Regions from separate parts of the Canis lupus genome. Here region 2 is linked to region 1. The links are chromatin contacts, called in public Hi-C maps. All regions are on one chromosome and are shown on one strand. The core of a region is the stretch at or near the end of the contact, and the rest is flanking DNA. Distances in the headings are between cores, read along the strand shown.

Region 1 (2,981 bases), core at 197-2,696:
CCCAGCCAACAGCTGGGAAGCCCGCAGGGAGCACACACTCCTGTCTGTGCCAGCGACAGAAGCAAGCCTTCTCCAGAATACAGCCTTGCACCTCCGACTGAGGACCTCCACATCTTTTGGTGTCTTTAGATTCTCACCACCACCACAATCGCTCCAAGAAATCGCTCTTATTATCTCCAAATTTACAAACTGGGGAAACGGGAGGCTTGGAAGGCGATGTGACTTCCGCAAAAATCACACAGGAAAACTGTGGGATCCAGATTCGGACTTAGGTCATTGGTCTGCAAGCTCTACTCTCAAAGATTCCACTCTGATGTGGGGTTCCCAGGCTGAGTCCCGACGCTCCAGGCCTTTGCGCAGTGAACTTCGCTGGTGCAGCGCTGCACGCAACAAGGAGGCAAAACCGGAGCAGACAGTTTTCTTCCCAGTTGAAGACACATCTCCACCCAGCCCCGCACTGGACACTCCGCTGCGGAAACACACAGGTCGAGCTGGGCAGGAGTGCACTTCCCTGCCTCCAGCCTGGGGCAGGACCTGGGCTTGGCGAGATTGGCGCCAAGGGTCAGCAGCCATCCTCCTCTTCTGCACCATGCGGCTCTGTTCCTAGGCGGGCGGGCGGGGAAGGTGGGCTGGGCCCTCCGCCCTCTGAGCGACTCCCCAGGTGGGAACTGGCCGAGGACCGGCCGCCGCATCCAGTTTATCTCAGGTTCGCCCCCCCCTTTTTTTTATTTATGATAGTCACACACACACACAGAGAGAGAGGCAGAGACACAGGCAGAGGGAGAAGCAGGCTCCATGCACCGGGAGCCCGACGTGGGATTCGATCCCGGGTCTACAGGATCCCGCCCTGGGCCAAAGGCAGGCGCCAAACCGCTGCGCCACCCAGGGATTCCGGTTCGCCCCCAGGACTCTATGTCTCGCCGCAGGTTTCTCTGCTTCTGCCTCTAGCTTTCTGCTCGGTCTCTATCTCTTGGCCGTATCTCTCACTGTCTCACTATCTCCGCTCTGAGTGTGTCTCTGCCCCACTGCCACGGGTCTCTCTCCAAATCCCTCGCGATCTGTTCTACTCATCCCCTGCACCTGGGTCCCCCACAAATCCTAGGACAGAGGGAAGCCCAAAGTCAGCTTGGAGCTGGGCGCGCGCGGCCAACATTTTCCGAGGGCGCCGGACGCGGACGGCGCGGGGAGGTTTGGAGCGAGCGCGCCCGCGAGCCGAGTGCAGCCGCGTGGGGCTGCCAGCCTCTGCCTCGCTCCCAGCCCGGGGAGGGGCGGGAGCGCGCGCGCGGGGGTCGAGGGCTAGGGGGCTGGCCAGTCTCCTGCCCCAGCGGCCACCCTGGGGATCCCAAGCTCCTCCCCACCCCGTTTCTATTGGCCTCGGGCGCCCCCGCCCCCAGCCGCCCGCTCCCGCTCTGGGGCCCTTTAGCTACTACGGGATAAATAGCCCCGGGCGCCTGGCGTGAGGCTAGGGGTGGGGAAGCCCCGGGGCGCTGCAGCCGCTTTCCTCACCGGCGCATCAGGCCCGACAGGACCCGGCGGAGGGGGGGAAAGTCGGGTGTCCATTCAGACGACCCCGTACTTTACCATCGCACGGCCAGGGCTGCGGAGAGGCAGAAAGTTTGGGGCAACCCCTGGCGAAGCCGGGACTGCGCCACCCCCTGCCGGGATATGGAGCTGCTGTCGCCGCCGCTCCGCGACGTAGACTTGAGCGGCCCCGACGGCTCCCTCTGCAACTTCGCCTCGGCGGATGATTTCTACGATGACCCGTGTTTCGACTCCCCCGACCTGCGTTTCTTCGAGGACCTGGACCCGCGCCTCGTGCACGTGGGCGCGCTCCTGAAGCCCGAGGAGCACTCGCACTTCCCTGCGGCCGTGCACCCTGCGCCAGGCGCGCGCGAGGACGAGCATGTGCGCGCTCCCAGCGGGCACCACCAGGCCGGCCGCTGTCTGCTGTGGGCCTGCAAAGCGTGCAAGCGCAAGACCACCAACGCCGACCGCCGCAAGGCCGCCACCATGCGCGAGCGGCGCCGCCTGAGCAAAGTCAACGAGGCTTTCGAGACGCTCAAGCGCTGCACGTCCAGCAACCCGAACCAGCGGCTGCCCAAGGTGGAGATCCTGCGCAACGCGATTCGCTACATCGAAGGTCTGCAGGCGCTGCTGCGCGACCAGGACGCCGCGCCCCCTGGTGCCGCCGCTGCCTTCTACGCGCCTGGCCCGCTGCCCCCAGGCCGTGGCGGCGAACACTACAGCGGCGACTCCGACGCGTCCAGCCCGCGCTCCAACTGCTCCGACGGCATGGTAAGGCCAGGACCCCGAGCTAGAGAAGTGAGGGCAGCTCTTGCTGTATCTGGGACGCGTTGCACAAGGCGGGGAGTTGGCCCTCCAGAGGGAGGTTTGGGCCGGGAACCTTCTGGGGAGTGGACCCTGGTGTCCTGAGCAGCCGTCACCGGGGTGGCCTGATGCTCTGGGGGCGCACGGGACAAATGCGATCCACCCGGCCGGGGGCGCTGTTAGAGCTCTGCTGCAGCGACCTGGAGTTGTGCTTTTCTGCACTCATCCCTATTTACAAAATAGACTTATGCTCCTAGGCGACTGTCCACGCGCTGGTTGGCCCGGGAGATTGCAGACAATCTCCGTCCGCCCCTGTCCCCCAGCCAGGGCCCAGATCTCGTGGCGGAGACATGGGGAGTTGGGGCAGGTGGTTACAGAGAGTGATGCTCTGGCCCCCCGCGGTCCCCGAGCCTGACTCGGTCGCCCTTGCCCTTGCCGTTTGCAGATGGACTACAGCGGCCCCCCGAGCGGTGCCCGGCGGCGGAACTGCTACGATGGCACCTACTACAGCGAGGCGCCCAGCGGTGCGTATTTGCGCCTCCTTCCCACGTTACCCGCTTTGAGCTGCCACGGCTTCCCTCTATCTGGACCTCCCCCTCCCCCTAATCCCGGAGACGGTACAGGGAATGAAATACTAAGCGTGCAGCCCACTC
Region 2 (2,981 bases), core at 194-2,693, 250 kb after region 1:
TCAAAATGGGCCACTTTCATCTTGGCACATGTCCGAGAGCACTTTAAGGCACTGGCTGTCACTATTATTGAGAGCTCCCGTGAGACAGGCCAGGTCCCCCGAGAAAGGGCAAGCACAGTGCCATCTGTCAAGAACCTAAAAATTATGGTGAAATTACTGCTCACTTTTAGAGAGCTCCTGGAACACATCAATCCCCACCAGGAAAGAGGAGAAGGATTCCTTGAATGGGATCCGAGCCCCCCGCCGGGGACCACTGGGCCCTTCCCCAGACCATCTGGTGAGCTTGCAGCGTGGCTGGTGTTTCCACCCACTGAGGACAGATGGGGAAACCGAGGACCCACGGTGAAGCCCCATGGACCCACGGGGTCAAAGCCGGCCCTAGAGCCACGTGGCACTGGGCTTCGCTGTCAGGCTCGGGGAGCCAAGGCTCCCTGCTCCGGGCCCCTCGAGAAGGCGGGGAGCAGCAGGGCCACAGGCTGGGTCTCCTGAGCACAGCCACGGGCACAGCACGGCCTCCACGTCCCAAAGCTGCAGCCACTCCCTGCCATTCACGCTCTCCGAGCCTCTCCTCCGTGCCCAGGGAGATGCAGAGGTGAATAAAACAGAACAAGTCTCTCACTTGGTAGGGCTCTCGTCTGCTGAGGAGACAGTGACAACAGCTAAGTAAACAAACAGAGATACCATGGTTTCAGGCAGTGACAACTGCTATCGTGAAAAATAAAGCCGGGCAGGGAGAAGAGCATGCTGAGAGGGTGGCGGTGGCTATTTTCATGTGGGGAGACAGCGAGGGCCTCTACGTGAGGTGACAGTGGGCAGAAAGCACCCAAGCGTGGCCACAGCTTCGTGGGGCACAGGGTAGTGCCGGAGCACAGAGAGCAGAGGTACGCGATGTCCCCTGGCCAGCTGCCACCCGAACCTCCCCCGACTGCTCCCCACCCCACCCTGCACTGCTTCTAAGGCCTCCTCCCCAGCAGCCTACCCCCCACACACACTCCCAGGAAGAGAGAATGGTATTTGCTCCTCCCTGCTCTGCAGCCTGAGAGTCACCTGCCACATCTCCAGCACAGTCGCGTCGAGGGGAGGTAGCATGATGGAACAAAAGGCGTATGACCTCAGACATCAAACAGAGCATGGTCCGAGCGTTTGCTCTGCTTAACTAGCTGTGTTACTTTGGATACGCCACTCAGCCTCTCTGAGCCTTAATTTCCTCACTCGGGATGCAAAGGAAGTGAAGCTATAAGGAGTATCTAAGTGGCAGCATCTGACAGTGCATCTAGGGTAGGTGCTTGGCAAAGACTGGTTCCCTGCCCTGCATGAGCACCCTTTTTGTCCGACCAACTAACTCATGTCTTACTGCAGTATAAGGCCATGGGCCGGCCCTGTCTGTTGGGTGTGGTGGCTGTGAGATGACCGTTGAGGAAGATCCCATGATGGCCCAGCCTCATGAGAGGGCCCTGACCCAGAGGAGAGCTGCGCAGACAGGCGGGAGCAGAAAAGACACCGGGCAGTGCCCTTACTGCAGGTGCAAGGGTGAAAATCATTAGGACCAGATGCTCAAAGAAACCAGGATCCAGGCGGACACTCAAATGCTGTCCTCTTCCCTCCTCACCTCTGGCTCACTGGCCCAGGGCCCGGGCCCTTGTCTCCTGGCTCTCCTGGGGGGCAGCCAGCTAGAGGCCAAAAACGATCTCAGTTCTTCTCTTGAGCAAGGAGACAATCGGTATTAACTCACAGCAAGACCTTAGGTAACCTCTTCCTTCCCTGGGCCTGAGTTCTCCCATCCATAAATAGAGGGCCTGGGTGACCTCTAGGGGTCCTTCCAGCTCTGACCTTGCTAATTCTGACTCTGGATGCTGGCCCTACTCATCGCACCCCAAGGCTGTCTGCCTGCCTACTGCTGCCATCTGGTGGCCCTCCAGGCCTAGCCGCACTTGGCTCTGCCCAGGCCCCTCTGCAAGTGGCTTATTTGAACAATCCTACTTCAGAGCATGAAATCTTGCTTCTGCTTCAGCGGGACACACCCACCACACTTCCATGGACCACAGATCGATGGGTATTCATTGCCAAACATATAAACCAAAAATAATGCCAGCACTTCATCTCTCTAGCAGAGATGACACCACCGCAGCTGAGAGCCTGACCTCGCTGCCCAAAGAGAGGAAGGAGCTATCCAAGATGTCACAGCTGCCTGGCTCCCGGACCAGCCCACAGTTCCACTTTACCACAATGCTGATGGGCACCCTGCAAACCAAAAATAAAGTCAGCCCGGGACCAAGGAAACAAAGCCTTTTGACAGTGGGAAACAAACTGTCAGGATTCCTTGCAAACTTCAAGCAACGCTAAGGCAGGACACGGGAACATATGAGCGCTGCTTGAAGAAATGCACAGGGAAATGACAAACTGGAGGTGCCCGAGGTATCCATCGCCTAACCTCAGAGGGCACCAGTCATGAGGACACCTGCAGGCCTTCTGTAGGCCAGCCTCCGAGTCACCACCCAGCGCAGATCCCAGGCCACGCATGCCACCTGCGGATGAGGAAGGCACGCTGGGGTAGCACCATGAGTCTGCATGAGCTTCTCCCACCAGACACGAGCACCTCGGGGTAGAGGTATGTCGTTTCTTCTCTATCTCCAGCGCCTGGCCAGAGCAGCTCAGTCAAGGCACATCCAGGCAGACCTCTCAAATTCCTACACAATTGTGGGAACTGTCCACATTTTGTGGACTCCGCTGACCACACTCTGGGCTCTGTCTGCAGCTTCTCCCAAACCCTATAGTGCAGACCCTGAGAAAACACACTGCGTGGCTTTAAATAGGTCACTTGCCTTTTCTGCCCTCTATTATCTCATATCTGCAGCATAATGGGCGTTCCACTAGATGATCCTCAAAGTCCTTTTAATTCTGAAATTCTAGAATATGAAACCCAATCAGGGCAAGATCAAGGCTATTCTTCACCTGCACCACATAGGGCAGTGGCAAAGGGG

What was found. Hi-C and Micro-C count contacts between places; a contact is called where the count stands out from the background.
Region 2: a Hi-C map of skin fibroblasts shows a contact between it and region 1, with 3 times the contacts expected there. The contact joins the enhancer-like site here to the promoter of MYOD1 in region 1. A contact is called at or near these places in 3 of 9 Hi-C or Micro-C datasets (amygdala, liver and skin fibroblasts).

Annotation. Positions count from the first base shown.
Region 1 is chr21:40,919,999-40,922,979 of UU_Cfam_GSD_1.0, forward strand. MYOD1 (myoblast determination protein 1) reads left to right here and starts at 1,447. Exons shown (of 3, transcript XM_038568190.1): 1 at 1,447-2,295; 2 at 2,774-2,852. The coding sequence starts at 1,666.
Region 2 is chr21:41,169,323-41,172,303 of UU_Cfam_GSD_1.0, forward strand. All of the region lies in intron 8 of SERGEF (secretion-regulating guanine nucleotide exchange factor), which reads right to left. Among named protein-coding and RNA genes, the nearest start is that of SERGEF, 33 kb to the right of the region's middle. Within about 2 kb of position 1,444, at least 4 of the 20 cell types and tissues checked have an H3K27ac peak or open chromatin away from gene starts, as enhancers often do.